Linked DNA regions of Mus musculus: regions 1 and 3 are each linked to region 2. Evidence: chromatin contacts called from public promoter capture Hi-C data. All regions are on one chromosome and are shown on one strand. Each heading gives the region's core, a stretch centred on a gene start, on an enhancer-like site or on the middle of the called end of the contact. The rest is flanking DNA. Distances are from core to core; before and after follow the strand shown. Region 1 holds the start of Tagln (transgelin). Region 2 overlaps Ube4a (ubiquitination factor E4A). Region 3 holds the start of Ccdc153 (coiled-coil domain containing 153).

Region 1 (4,971 bases), core at 669-3,168, 990 kb after region 2:
AGTCTCCAGAAAGTTCTGAACTGCAGGACTAAGAACAAGCCGTAGCAACAAGAGCATACACTGCAGCCTTGACATCTGTCAGGTCTGGGTCAGGTCATGCTCTCAAGATTCCATGTGCCCTTCTTCCCAGACTGGTGGGAAGTATGAAGTAGAAAGTCCAAAGAAGGGCTGGAGAGATGGCTCAGCCGTTAAAGGCTAGGCTCACAACCAAAAATACAAGAAAGTCCAGAGAAGTCTCTTTGAGAAGAGGCCAGGAGAGCAAATAAAATATATATGTATGTCCAAATGCCATGATGAAATGTATTACTTTGTATGCTAACTTAAAACAAACAAAAAAACAAAACCAAAAAAAAAAATCACTATAAGAAAAATCAAGCTGTCATCTTAGAGGCAGCAGAGAGGAGAGAGGGATATGGGTGGTGGTTTGGCAGCCCACCAGGGTATTTCTAGACAAAAGCTCCAACGCAAAACACCTGCATGATGCGCAGCTTGGATGCCTGTGGCCATCCAGCCCTCCTGTCAGCAGGTAGAGAGGTTAGGCTGTGGAAAGGGGCCTCCATGTAGCAGAGACCCTGGACAACAAGCAGAACCAGGGTATATCTGCCTGTGGTACCTCAGCCCATAAAATGACAGTAAGGGTGAGCATTTCTGCATCCCTGAGAGATCACACCTAAATTCCAGAAGACTAGTCCTCTTATATAGATGTGGCAACAGCCCACTGACATCCTTTAGAGAGCCCCAAGGGGAACCACCAAGACCCTTTGGGAGGAACAGGGGTCCCAGGGCTGTCCAGTCCCAGTTCCAAAGCTCCTCCACCTGTCACCTATCTGTCACCTATCTGCCACCTGTCACCTATCTGCCTACAGTGGACTGACCTCCTACTTTCAAACTGGACCAAGCTGCCATGAAAAAGCAAACCTTAGCTGGGCAGTGGTGGCACACGCCTTTAATCCCAGCACTTGGGAGGCAGAGGCAGGTAGATTTCTGAGTTCGAGGCCAGCCTGGTCTAAAGAGTGAGTTCCAGAACAGCCAGGGCTACACAGAGAAACCCTGTCTAAAGAAAAGAAAGAAAAAAAGAAAAAGAAAATTAGAAAGAGAGAGTGAAAGAGAGAAAAGGAAAGAAAGAGAGAGAGAGAGAGAGAGAGAGAGAGAGAGAGAGAGAGAGAGAGAGAGAAAAGGAAAGAAAAAGCAGGCCCTATCCCAGGCTAGTCTGAAGCATTAAACTTCTGTGGTAGATGGAGCACATGCCTGCCACACATAGCGCCCTGGGGTTTGATCCCTAGCGCTACAAAAAATAAGATCTTTAGTCCTCCACTGCCTGAGGGGGCTACCTCCTGGCTCCCCCGAGTTGCATTAGCCCTGGGGACCATCAGTGGGTCACTGCTTTCCAGAACTTAGCCCCTCACCTTCTTGGAGATCCAAAGATGGAGTTGTTCCCTTGGCCTCATTTGTCACCTCTTTGGGCCTAACACATAGCCCATACACCTATGGGTGGGACAGTGACTGAAATTTGAGCCTCCCTCTCACCCCATTTATTCTTTTGCCCCAGTCAAATCATCCTAGGCATTTTAACCCAGACTTTTTGTCTAACACAGAGAATGGTCTCTAGGGACCCAATTCCACCCAGCAAACTAGAAGAGACTAGGGGATCTAATTGAGCCCACAGCCCTTCTGCTCCCATGACTTGCACTTACAAGGCTTGGTCGTTTGTGGACTGGAAGGAGAGTAGCTTCGGTGTCTGGGCTGGGGCAGACGGGCCGGGGCGCCGGCTGGGTGAGGGGTTTAAAGGCCGCCTAGGCAGTGATGTCACCCCTCTGCCGCCCGCTGGCGCCCCTCCCTGCCCATGGAAGTCTGCTTGGCTCACCACCCCGGGCCGCCCCACTCACTCCACACAGGCTCCATATTTGGGGAAAGACACCAAGTTGGAGCAGTCTGTCGGGGGCAGCCGGAGACATTCTCTGCATGCTTTGGAGATGCTGCGGGGGTCGGGGCGGGGCGGTGCTGAGGGCGGCCGGGAAAAACCTTTTATGGGCAGGACCCTGAAACCCTTCCTTGTTACCCGGACTTGGGTCTGCTCTTCAATGAGAAAGAAAGGGGGAGGCATTCTAGAGTTTGGCCCGACAAAGGAACCTGCAAGGGACAAACAAGCCACCTTCTTGCAAGGCTTTAAAATCGAGTTGGTGGGAACTAGTCTTGACTGCAGCCTGGCTGCACAACCAGGCACTATGCAAACGCCTTCCTTTCACGTTCCCCTTTATTATGAGATAGCAGTTACCACTCCATTTAACAGTTGAGAAAATTGAGGTTCAAAGTGGCCTTTCCAAGGCTACCAAGTGCATGGCAGAACATGGGTCATCCTGCCCACAGGTATGGTATGCTTCTAGCGGGTGCTTCTCTAGGGAGTGCCTTGTTTAGCAGCAAGTCAACCCTGGCCCCTTCTAGAGCGGTGACAATGGGCGGATGTTTAAGGCCTGGCAAGGCTGGAGACACTAGGGTAAGAGGACTAGGACAGTGTCACCCTCCCTCCCTTCAAAATAGTCCTTATCGTGAAAGATCCTACCACCTCAGAAAGGGTCCCCACTTATCTTGCACCTAGCTTCAGTGGTCTTGGGAAGGGACAGGTGAGACAGGCTCAGGGTTAGGGTTAAAGACAACTGCTATCACACCTGATGGTCTGAGTTCAGTACCCAAGACCAAACACAGTGGAGACAGAACCAGCTCTCCTCTGCCCCTATCTGTGCTATGTCTCACACACTCACTGAATGCAACTTCTTAAAAGGTAAGGCTTTAGTGGTGTCTCTGAGTCCCATCCCCAATTCTGGAAACCTCAGGAAACAGAGAGAGGGAGAGGGAGAGGGAGAAAGGAGTAGAGAGAGGGAAGGAGAGAACCCTCAGGCAGGGTCAGTCTCACCCAGAACTGGCTGCAGGCCAGAGAGGTGCAGCCTCAGACGCTCAATCCACTACAGCCAGCCTGGCTGGTTTAAGCTATTGGTGCATAGAACTCCAGCACCTCCTTGTGGCATCTGAAGGAAGGGTCATAATAAGCTGGAGCTCCTCTAGAGCTCTTGCTTTCCAGCCACTGATTACGTCCTGAATTCACTAGACAGGATTCCCCAAATCCCGTCCTTTTTATAATCTAAATAAAATCTCCCTCCTCGATGGGCACACGCCTTTAATCCCAGCACTCGGGAGGCAGAGGCAGGCAGATTTCTGAGTTCAAGGCCAGCCTGGTCTACAGAGTGGGTTCCAGGAGGGCCAGGGCCACACAGAGAAACCCTGTCTCAAAAAAAACAAACCAAAACCACCCCCCCCCCAAACAACAACAACCCCCCCTCCTCTTAGATCCTGCTTGCCATCCATTCCTGAACAGCCTTTAAAACCTTGGCCTGCAAGGGCTCTGCCCACTTGAGGTGCATCATGGCACAGCCTGGACACCCATCTGCAGAGCTGGCTGGAAAGGATACTGACGTTTACATACGTGGTGGGTAGTCAGGTGCTGTGTGCCTGCTGAAGGGAGGGGTTATCAGGAGAGGGCACAGACACACTTTCAGTATCCTGCTCCTGTAAGCAATGCTTGGAGCAAGGGTCACATGTTTACAGAATCAATGGGTGGCTTGGTGGGATCAAGGAAGGTCATTCCCAATGTAGCCACGCACAGAAACGAGACGGGAAGGCCAAAATAAATGGGACACGGAGGCTCCTGCACCTCCCAACACATCAGTAAGACCCCAAATCCCAGGTCTGGTTGTCTTTATTGAATGTACTCGTTCATAGAAAACAATTGCAACCGTAGCATGGAGGAACATAGAACAAAGCTCAGAAACAAAGACCCAGACCCGCCTCTTCTCCCAGCCCAAGAGCTATAAAAACATGGTGGAGAGAAGGAAACACATTCCTGGGGCCCACTCTTGGCATCTGGAATGGACCTGGTGGAGTGAAGGGCAACCAAGTACCAAAGTGGCCAGGGGCCTGGAGCTGGGTGACTCTGTAAACGCCAAGGACCAGAATGGCCAGGGGCCAGAGCTGGGTGACTCTGTAAACGCCAAGGCTCTTAGGCCTACGTGACTAACACAGAACTTGGCTAAATACTGGACGGAAACTCAGAAACCAGCCCTGAGTCCTTTGGTGAGACAGGGCCAAGGACACACAGGGACCTGGCATGTTCCTCCCTTTCCACGACAGGCACTGGGACTCCTGCTCCCGTGAAAGAGGCAAAAGGGACTGTGTGCTTGGCACCGTTCCGTGGCCTCTAGACATTCTTGGGCAGTGTCAATGGCACTGAGAGGCCCCCATCTGGGGCTTGGCAGGACTGAGGGTGTGGAAGGGGACAGTGAGTTGCCACTTCCCACCAACCCTAGTGCTGGCATCATTCTAGTGGCTGGTGGGATGAGGTGGCCTCTGAATTCAGTCCCCGATCAGAAGACTCAACTTGGGCTGGCCCTCACTGCTGAAGAGCCAGCTCCAAGCACAGGTCAGGGAGGAGGGTCGTACCTAGGCCCCTTGCAGGCCTTAGCACCGAAAGCCTGGCACCAGCTGGCCAGCCCCCAAAGTCTCCTACCTGCATCTGTCCTGGCAGGTCAGAGTGGGCAGTGATAGCAGCCAGCTACAGACCCAGGGAGAGCTTAGGTCCTGGTGATGGACAAAGAATCAGGCACCAGACTGTGGTCCTGGACAGAGCATGGGAAGAAGAAAGGGCTGTGTGTCCTAAGCTGAGAGGAGGGAAGGGATGGGCAGAATGCAAGGCATGAAATGGGACAGGACATTGCCTTCCCACCTTCCTCTCCAAAGGGACAAATGGAGAGCCAGTGGATAAACAAGACAGATGGACAGACTAGGGTCCTGGGGAGGACCCAACACTGAGAAGAAAGCAGCAATTTGGCCAGTGTCTGGGGAATGCGGAGCAGGCCTCCTCCTCCGCAGAGGCAACTCCAAGGCTCAGTGCCACCAGGAACTATCCTGAGTCAGGCCTGG
Region 2 (4,944 bases), core at 2,000-4,499:
CCTCACCACAGCAGGCAGAATGTTTGTGGCTCTAGCCAGTGACTGGGGCAAGTGTCCCACACATCACCTTTCTATGCTTCCAGTGAAAATGGTGATAAAATGAAGGACATGCTCCAGGGAGTCTGCTGACGTCTCCAAGATGTCCTCAGCAAAGCGCCGGAGGAAAATGAGGAAATCACCCAAGTTATCTGCAAAAAATTCTGAAAAAGATTCACTGGAATTAGCCAAACATCTGTTCATTGGTCTCAAACAACATCCCAGTACCTCCTTCACATAAATTAACAAAGGTTAAAAAAAAGTTTAACTCTTTTATGTACCAGGGATGGTGTTAAGTCAGTAGGATCTCTTACGTGCGTATCAAGCTCTGTTCTTATCTGAGGAAGTGCATGGACAGCAGTGACACAGGACTCTTTACACTAGCACTGCATGCCTCCATAGGTTGGCCACAGTTTAAGCCACCCTTTAGGTGTGGCTAGTTACACTAGGTGACTGCAATAAGGACCTCCAGGCTGGTCCTCTAACTGCTTTCCCTTTTGGCACTGAGATCTTTGCAAAGTCTCTTTGTGCATCATTCTAGACTAGGAAGTCCCCTGCTGTATGCAGCGAAGGACATCATCATCGCTCGAGACGGGGACACACCCGGGGGTATGCAGTAGAGACATCATTTTCAAGGTAAGTTGAGAGAGTTTGCAGTTTTCATTTTGGTCACCTGTGCTGCCACATCATGAGTGGCAGACACTAAGAGATGTGTTAGGCTATTGGCAAGCAGCTGAGGCCCGTTGACAACTAGTCAACTGGGCTTGTAAGTAGATCCTCCAGCCCTCGTTGAGTCCTCAGAATCTATGGCTCTGACTGACGGCTTGACCATAACCTCATTGGCACTCTGAGATAGAATCACATGGCCAAGTGCTCCAGGATTTCTGACGCAGAGGACTGTGTGAGATAGTGTTTGCTGTTTTAAGCTGCTATGTTTGGGGAGTAACTTGTTACATAGCAATATGAGACCAGCACAGTGTTCAAGAACATTTAATCTGATTAGTGAACAACATTTACTGACCCCTTACTGACATACATACACACAATTTCCCTTCTGAGTTAGTAAGAGGGGATTTTTTTTTTCCTAAAAAAACAAAACAAAACAAAAAACCCCAAAAACCCTCAGGGAGGGTTAGACAGGCAGTTGAATCTTTGAAAGTCAAACAATATTAACGACAGACACTAAGAGCTGTGAAAACCCTGACTGCAGTTCATCTCTGGCAGGCTGTTTTCTGACAGTCCCACTATCAGGGACACAAAGCTGGAGAAGCAACTACTGGGGCCCCATGATTTGGCCAGGAGATTCTTGTAAGTTTGAGTAGCTTCTCTAAAAACAATGAAATGATAACTAAGGAAGGCTATTTTGAGGATTAAGCTTCCAAGGTGACCCAGTTAAACTTAGGTGGCTATTAATAGGTTGTTTCCAAGGGACAGGCTGCTTACCTGGCACATAAGCCAAAGAGCTGTAGCCATCTGGCAAAGGGAAACTTAGTTCTATTGGCTGGGAGCCCTCATTGCCTATGGCCAGTTGAACCAGCAGAACAGCCATGGACACCTGCAAATTCAGACAGTTTTGCAGCATCTGGGGTTCAGTCATAGCAGTCTTGGTAGAGAGATAGATGGTCATCAGGCGTTCGAACTGCTCACGGAGATTGTCAGCAGCAGGGCTAGAACTCTGCTGAGCATCCCGCCAGGCAACCTGCAGCCGATGCAGATTTTGGTTGATTTTTACCATCTGATCATGCAACCTGCCCCCAAGAAAGCAGAAGAGACTAGGTCAGGGAGGCCCATGTGGGGGCAGTGTAGTATAGACCACACTGAAAAGCAAATCCTTGTTTGTTTTTTATAGTGTTCTATACTTGTAGAAAGTTGCAGGGTCAATGACACAGAAGGTACTCACAAAAGTTACCAGCTGGTCAGACGCAAGGTGCACTGTTCTCAGAAAATGTTACCATATGCACAACAAATCTGAAGCTAATTATGCAGAGTGAGTGGCCTCTCACAGGAGCAGGGTGCAGAGTGTGTGGTTATTATGGAAAACAGACATTTTAATGATGCAGAGTATGAGCAGCCCAGTACAAGCTTTAGAGTACATTGGTGAGGTCAGAGGATAATCTTTGCACAGTGAGAAAACTATGTAGGTGAAAAAGACTTGATTCTAACAACCACACCTAGAGCAGCCATATTCAGGCACACAACCTAAGAGCATCGCCCAGCCTTCTGAAGAATAAGATAATTATTCTTCACAAAATTTCACTCTAATATTGAAAAGAAGACCTAGAACTAAAAGCTACTGACAACTGGTTCTACATGTACAATCCTAAATCACTTCCTTGGATCTTGCAGACAGCTACTAGGGTGACAGTAGGAAACTAGATGCCAGGCATTTCTAGATCTGAATTTAGATTGTTGAGCAGATCAAGCACATGTTGAACTTCTGTGACATTTAAAATGTCAACAACAGGGCAGAAACACTGTCTAATAAAGACATTTTCATCCCCCTCCCCCATGAATTTTCTGCTGGAGGAGTTGAAAAAACAAAACAAAAAACCCCAAAACCTTACATTAATTTAAGTATCCTGAGAATGCATTAAAAAAATCAGTATTCCAGGCCAGGCATGTGATACACACTGTTACACTGTTAATCTCAGCACTCAAGAGGTAGAGGCAGTCTGGTCTACAGAGTGCGTTCCAGGATAGCCAAAGCTACACAGAGAAACCCTGTCTTGAACGAAAGAACAAACAAACAAATAAACAAAAAACTATCAGTATTCCTGGGTCTGGGGCGATGGCTCAACTGATAAACTGCTTGCATATGCGAGCAAGGGGACCTGTGTTTAGATCCCCAGCACCCATGTAAACACGAGTGTGCTGGTGTGCCCTGCGGTCCTAATGCCGGGACACAGAAACAGGAGGATCCTGGAGTCTTGCTCAATCAGTGAGCTCAAGGTTCAGTGAAAGATCCTCTCTCAAAAGATACGGTGGGGGAGCATCTGAGAAAGCCACCTGACCCCAATCTCTGGCTTCTAAATCACACCTGAGCATGGGTGCCCTGTTCCCACCAATTAAAAAAAAACCCCAGTATTCATAATACTCTTTCTACAGATGAGATGTAGGAGTTGTTATTTCTCCTCCTTATCCTGGAAACCATTCTCTGCTCAACAAAGGGAAAAACTGTGGAGTGGCATATGGCTGGTTTGCTAGAAATGGATGCTTCCGGAACGTCTACACAAGCTCTCAGCCTTCCTGTCTTTAGAAGCAGTCCTCTCAGGTCCGCAGCTCTTATGTGCTCGGATTGTCTATCTGGAGTCCCTTACACCAGTCTCTCAACTTATGAAAGTTTGTCTCTTGTCTTTCTTTGGACATCAGAAGTAATAACTCAATGGTAAAGAGTGAAATGTAAAATGACAGTAATTAGATTTTCCTAGATAATAACAAAAAGGCAGGGATTGAAAAGTTGGCAAAATGTGGAGAAAATATTAGTACAATGTTAATTTTAAAGAGAGATTTAAAAAAAAAAAACCCTGTAAGTAATCCGTACAAAGTGGACTCAGGTAAATTTAAACCAGTGCATGTGACTTCCCTGTGCCATCCTAACAGGGCTCTTCAGACTCACTGCCCACCTTCAAGCTGTCAACACAACTAACGGGACCATTCTTTTCCAAGACATCAAAGGAGTTACCTGTGAAATCCCAAGTACAAGGTATACTCTGTCAGGGCCAGGTTCTCCGTCACAAGGTTGTAGCTCTGGGGGAACGTTGGCTCCTGCACAGCTGGGATCAGACAGGTCTCCTTGTCCAAACCTCGAAGAAGCAAAAGGAATGGTGATGGACTGCTCTCCACAGACATCGGTCTTGGGCTCCACTCTCCCTCAGCCTCCATATTTCTACAATATCTTCCTTGTAACATATCTCCAATGACTTCCTTGTCTAAAAACACTTTCTGGCTTCCTGATATCTACAGAAACAGCTAAATCTCTTTTGCTGGACCAATGAAATCAGCAAAAAACCTAAACTGAGTGATAATACTGTATACTTTCCAAGTGATAGGCAATGGGACATTTTCCTCTTTCTGTCTGTCCGTCCGTCCGTCCTTCCTTCCTTCGAGACAGAGTCTCTGTGTAGCTCCGGTTTTCAAGGAACTTGCTCTGTCAACCAGCCAGGCCTCAAACTCACAAAGATTCACCTGTCTCTGTGTCTTGGTGGCTGAGATTAAAGGCATGGGCTACTATTACTTGGCTATTTCAACTTATTCTTTGCTTTTCAGTGTTTTAAGATAAATTATTTTTGTGCAGATATTGGTTTTGTTAATTTATAAGAGGCTAAAAAAAATGCCCCCAAACCTAGAAGGAAATCAGTCAAAACCAACAAGAGATTTGTTCTGAGTGACAGATCAGGGCCCACTCCTTTTCACTTCTCCATATTCACGTTTTCTCCAGTCCGGTGCCAGCTTTCTTCCTCCCACCCCACACTCTTCAGAGCCCAATCCTGTCCCTTGCTCTAACTACAAGGAACTTCTCACTATTCCTCAATCAATTCTTTCCATAGATTTTTTTTTCTAGATAGCCTCCAACTCCAAGACTACCTGCCTCTGCCTGTCAAGTCAGTGCGTGCTGCTGCTTCCACAGGCTGCCACCTCTACATCAGCTAGTCTCTACACTCCTGCTCCTTTGCCTGGTAAACTCTGACTTGTCTGTTGAGACATGAAGACGACAGCTCTGCAGAACTGGTTGTTCAACCATACTGCTGTTGTCCAGAAAATGTTGATAACCTACCTGTCTGCCCTCTTCTGGAACCTCTGAGTTCAAGAAGGATAGCAGCTGTATCTGACTGCACTTTATAAAAGATGAGGAAATGAATATCCAAGGTTGCCAGAATCAGACGGAAGGTCTCAACAAGGCCTAACATT
Region 3 (4,530 bases), core at 1,411-3,910, 700 kb before region 2:
GCTGTGGTGCACAGCTTTAATTCCAGCCCTGAAAAAACAGAGGTAGAGGCCCCAATCTAGGAGTTCCAGGTCAGTCAGAGCTACACGTAAGTCCCTTTCTCAAAAGACAAGCAAACAGAAGCCATCCTGGATAGATCTTATTCAAAGGAGGACAGGGAGCCAACAAGATGGCTTAGTCGGTAAAGGTATGTGCTGCCAGACTCAACGACCTGGGTTCAATCCCACAGATCCACATGGGAGAAGGATAGAACCAAGTCCCCATGGGCTGTCCTCTGACCACACACTAAATGTAATACAAGTTTTTAAGATTTAATTTTAACAATCTGAATGTGTGTGTGCACTTGAATGGGTCTTCTCCAAGAGCAGCGTGTACCCTTAACTACTGACCCATTTCTCCAGCTTCCCCAGCCCAAAAAAAAAAAAAAAAAAAATTAACAGAGACAGTGAGATCAGAAACGATCTTTCCTATCGTCGCTTCTAAACTGAAGTCAATAAAAAGAGAAGGGAAGGTTGGCCTTTTTCTCACAGTTTTTATTTGGTTTGTTTTCTAAAGAGGGGCTGAATTGCTGAGCACAACGCCAACCCCTTTCTGGGTTCCGTTGGGACCAGTTCATCACGTGACACATGGCACCTTTTTTTTTCTCCACTTCACCTTGACCTCAAACCACATCCTGATCCTGCACCTGAGAGTCAGTTGACTGAACTCATTTGTAAAATACACGATCTCCTAAAACATGAGGTCTAGGTTGTGTTCTGTCATCCCCAATGTGTCCTTCCAAGCACAAACGTGAGTGACAGAGATTCAGGGAAAGAAGTCCCTGAGAAGCTCCTGGGAAAGGACCGGAGATTCTAAAGGAAGAATAAATGAAAACGTGATGAAAAATGAGATTTCTCCATATCTGAGACCTGTGTACGGGGTCACCAGCCCTACGTTACAGGGGCTGTAAGCATCACAACGACAAGTAGGACTCTTTGCTCTATAAAGTGTCCAGAGCCGGGGCTGGAGACATGGCTCGGCAGTTAAAAGTGAGTCCTGCTCATGAAGAGGACTCGAATTTGGTTTCCAGCACCACACTGGTGGGCTGCTCACAACTACCCGTAACTCCGACTCCAAGGGACTCCAAAGCTCTCTTGTAGCCTCCCCCGCCCCCCGGCACTGTGCTCACAAACCCACACATAAAGAACATAATCAAAAATAAAAATTAAAACTCTCTCTTACAGTATCTAAAGTGCTACGGAGTTAAATAAAACAGGTATTGACCTTCCGCTTGCTCTGGAAGTGATTTCATAGTCCCACATCTTGTGTCTGTTTCGGCAGATTTGCTTCTAATAATATGCAACTGACCAACATTTTCAGGGACTAGAATGGACAGACATGCCTAAAAAGGATCTGTAGGTTCCATAATCCACAGGGAGGAAGGCTTGTTTAAATTCTATGTATGGTGACATTATGGTGCCCAGAGATGGCACAGGTCCAGACGGATCTCTCCCAGATGGAGGGAGGGCTTCCCGTCATGCTTTCTGCCAACAATCAAATTTTAATTATACATAAGATACTAAAAAACACCCCGTAAAGGGGATCTCCCCCAATATTGCCCAAGAAATTACCAACTGCAAACTTTAGGAGGTGCAGGCGGTCAAGCAAGTCCACTAGAGGGAGCCCTAAGCAACTTTATGCTGCAGGGAGCCTGGGGGCTGCTAAACCCCTGCCTGCAGATTAAACCTCATAAAGAAATAGTGGGAGAAGGCAAGATTGACTGGAGAGGGAAAAAGGAGTCCTGTAAACACTGCACTGACGTCTGGGGATTTCAGGAGCTACAAAACTTATACACCAAGAAATACAAGCTGAGCAAAATTAAGTAGCTGAACTCCAGACTCTTGTCTAATTTGTGTTCCTCTTTGTGGGTCAGCATCCTTTCAACTACCTGTGTCAGAACATGTTTCCCTCACACACCACAGTAGCCTTTTTGAGGCAAACCTTCAGGTTGTTGTTTAAAAAAAAACAAAAACAAAAACAAAAAACAAAAAACAAACAAAACATTTATTTATTTATTTTATGTATCTGGTGGTCTTCAGACACACCAGAAGAGGGCATCCGATACCATTACAGATGGATGTGAACCACCATGCTGTTGCTGGAAATTGAACTCGGGACCTCTGGGAGAGCAGCCAAGTGCTCTCAACCACTGAGCCATCTCTCCAGCCCCCAAACCTTCTGTTTTAAAGTAAATAATGTCACTGTGTTCACACGAAACCTCCAGATATAAAGTAGCTGTGATGGCCGCTATCCCTGCTTTCCCTATGTCTTGCAAAACACTGCTCTCCCAGACTGCAAGTTTGTAGATTCCTAGCCTGGAGAGTCTCCAGACCACAGGTAGTGCCTGTGTAGACATGAATAATAGCTATTCGGCTCCTAAGCCTCTTCTTTAGGGCTAGGATATGGAGGTAAAAAGAGAAGCTTTCCTTTGTATGAGCTGATTTAGCTCACCCACCTGCCTGAGTTTTCCAGTTGCCTGGACAACGTGCAGTATCCAGAAACCCAACATCCCAGTTCTTGGTCCCACCTCTTGAGGAAGTTTTACACCTTGGATTGGCTCCCAGGACCCAGGCTCCTCCCTAGACTCAATCTACTTGGGTCTCTCTTTACTGTCCCCATGACATGTCATTTCCCAGGGAGACACCACACAAGCAACAGAAAGTCTTGCAGGTAGGTAGGAAGGAGGAGAGTACACAAGTTGGGGAGAGAGAAGGGATGTCCAGAAGTTTCTCTAAGAAGCTGACTGCTGCACATAGGATTGTTCTCCCTCAGTGATCCCAGCCCTCCCTAAGGGTCCCAGAGACCAAGAAATGAAGCTTCTATAGAAGTGTAAGATGCACTGGGAGACTGGCACTCTGATGCTCCAGAAACCCCCAACCAACTCAGTGTAAGAGTCAGGAAAGCCTGTCTGTATGCTGACCTACATAGGTCTTCCCTTCGTCAGGACAGCGGGATGCCACCTAAAACCAAAGGAAGGGGGAGAAAAGCTGAGGCACGGAAGAAGAAAAAGAATTCAAGTCCTGGTGAGTCACCATGGGTGAAGGCCAGTGCCCCTGCATGTCCATGTCCACACCAAGGTCCTTAGAGGGAATCCAGCTCCCTGGGCAACAAGACAGAGGGCGTTTGTTTTGGTTTTGTCTTTTGTTCTTTTGACACAGGGTCACTAAGAAACCCAGGCAAGCCTCAAACGTATCCTCCTAGTCCTCCTAGTGCTGGGACAGCCTGGTGCTCACAATGCCTGGCATTAGTTAGGCATTGACACCACAGTTGGCTAAAGTGAGGCTCTCTTGCCCTCCTCTTCAGAGCCCTGAGTTCAGATTCGGCCAGGCTGGGGACCGGAGACTGCCTCTCTCCCCCTGGAGCCCCCTCTAGTCCTTTGCCTCTGTCATCTGTTTCACCCTTCTTTTGAGCACACACCAAGTACAAGGCAGTGAAGGCTTGGCTATGAATTTGTCAGATTTTGGCATTGGGTATCAGTGATCTTCCCCCATCCTGCAAAAAGTGCGGGAGGAAGACAGGGCAGGGGCGAGATCAGCGTAGCCTAAGACTCCGTGGTTTGCCACGACAGGTGTGGAGGCTGAGGCCAAGCACAGGCTGGTGCTGCTCGAGAAGGAGCTGCTTCAGGACCGCTTGGGTAAGGAGTGTGGAGCCTCAGGAGACAGCAGCAATGACAGGTCCTAGTCAGGGTTATCACTGCTGTGAAGAAACACCACAACCAAAGCAACGTGGGGAGGAGATGGTTTATCTGGCTTGCGCACCCAAAGCACTGTTTATTATTGAAAGAAGTCAGGAGAGGAGCTAGGAGCCTGGAGACAGGAGCTGATACGGAAGTCATGGAGGGGTGCTGCTAATTGGCTTGCTCTCCATGGCTTGCTCAGCCTGCTTTTTTATAGAACCCAGGACCACCAGCAAAGGGGTAGCACCACCCACAATGGGCTGGGCCCTCCCCATCATTCACTGATTAAGAAAATGCCCTATAGGCTTAACTATAGCCAGATCTTATAGAGGCATTTTCTTTCTTCCTTCCTTCCTTCCTTCCTTCCTTCCTTCCTTCCTTCCTTCCTTCCTTCCTTCCCTCCCTCCCTCCCTCCCTCCCTCCCTCCCTCCCTCCCTCTCTCTTGTTTGTTTGTTTGTTTTTTGAGACAGGGTTTCTCTGTATAGCCCTGGCTGTCCTGGAACTCACTTTGTAGACCAGGCTGGCCTCGAACTCAGAAATCCGCCTGCCTCTGCCTCCCAAGTGCTGGGATCAAAGGCGTGCGCCACCATGCCCGGCTTCTAATCTTTTTTAAAAAAAGATTTATTTATTTTATGTACATGAGTGTACTGTCCCTGTCTTCAGACACTCCAGAAGAGGGTATCCCATTACAGAAGATTGTGAGTCACCATGTGGTTGCTGGGATTTGAACTCAGAACCTCTGGAAGAGCAGTCAGTGCTCTTAACCGCTGAGCCATCTCTCCAGCCTGAGGCATTTTCTCAGTTGTGGCTCCCTCCT

The links. Promoter capture Hi-C pulls out the DNA fragments that hold promoters and counts their contacts.
Region 1: a contact with region 2 is called in a promoter capture Hi-C map of hippocampal neurons, with 4 times the contacts expected there. The contact joins the promoter of Tagln here to the enhancer-like site in region 2. A contact is called at or near these places in 3 of 39 promoter capture datasets (hippocampal neurons, liver and pre-B cells), 1 of 484 Hi-C or Micro-C datasets (cortical neurons) and 1 of 9 other capture datasets (adipose tissue).
Region 3: a contact with region 2 is called in a promoter capture Hi-C map of hippocampal neurons, with 2.8 times the contacts expected there. The contact joins the promoter of Ccdc153 here to the enhancer-like site in region 2. A contact is called at or near these places in 4 of 39 promoter capture datasets (hippocampal neurons, liver and pre-B cells).

The regions. Positions count from the first base shown.
Region 1 is chr9:45,934,140-45,939,110 of GRCm38.p6, forward strand. Tagln (transgelin) reads right to left here and starts at 1,919. Exons shown (of 5, transcript NM_011526.5): 1 at 1,695-1,919. It overlaps Sidt2 (SID1 transmembrane family, member 2), which reads right to left. Exons shown (of 26, transcript NM_172257.4): 26 at 3,718-4,971.
Region 2 is chr9:44,941,087-44,946,030 of GRCm38.p6, forward strand. Ube4a (ubiquitination factor E4A) reads right to left here. Exons shown (of 21, transcript NM_001346698.1): 11 at 3,719-3,839; 12 at 1,480-1,784; 13 at 68-200. Among named protein-coding and RNA genes, the nearest start is that of Ube4a, 22 kb to the right of the region's middle. Within about 2 kb of position 3,250, at least 2 of the 459 cell types and tissues checked have an H3K27ac peak or open chromatin away from gene starts, as enhancers often do. A contact at or near this core is called in hippocampal neurons, where this site is marked.
Region 3 is chr9:44,238,017-44,242,546 of GRCm38.p6, forward strand. It overlaps Ccdc153 (coiled-coil domain containing 153), which reads left to right and starts at 2,661. Exons shown (of 7, transcript NM_001081369.2): 1 at 2,661-2,707; 2 at 2,982-3,060; 3 at 3,606-3,671. The coding sequence starts at 2,991.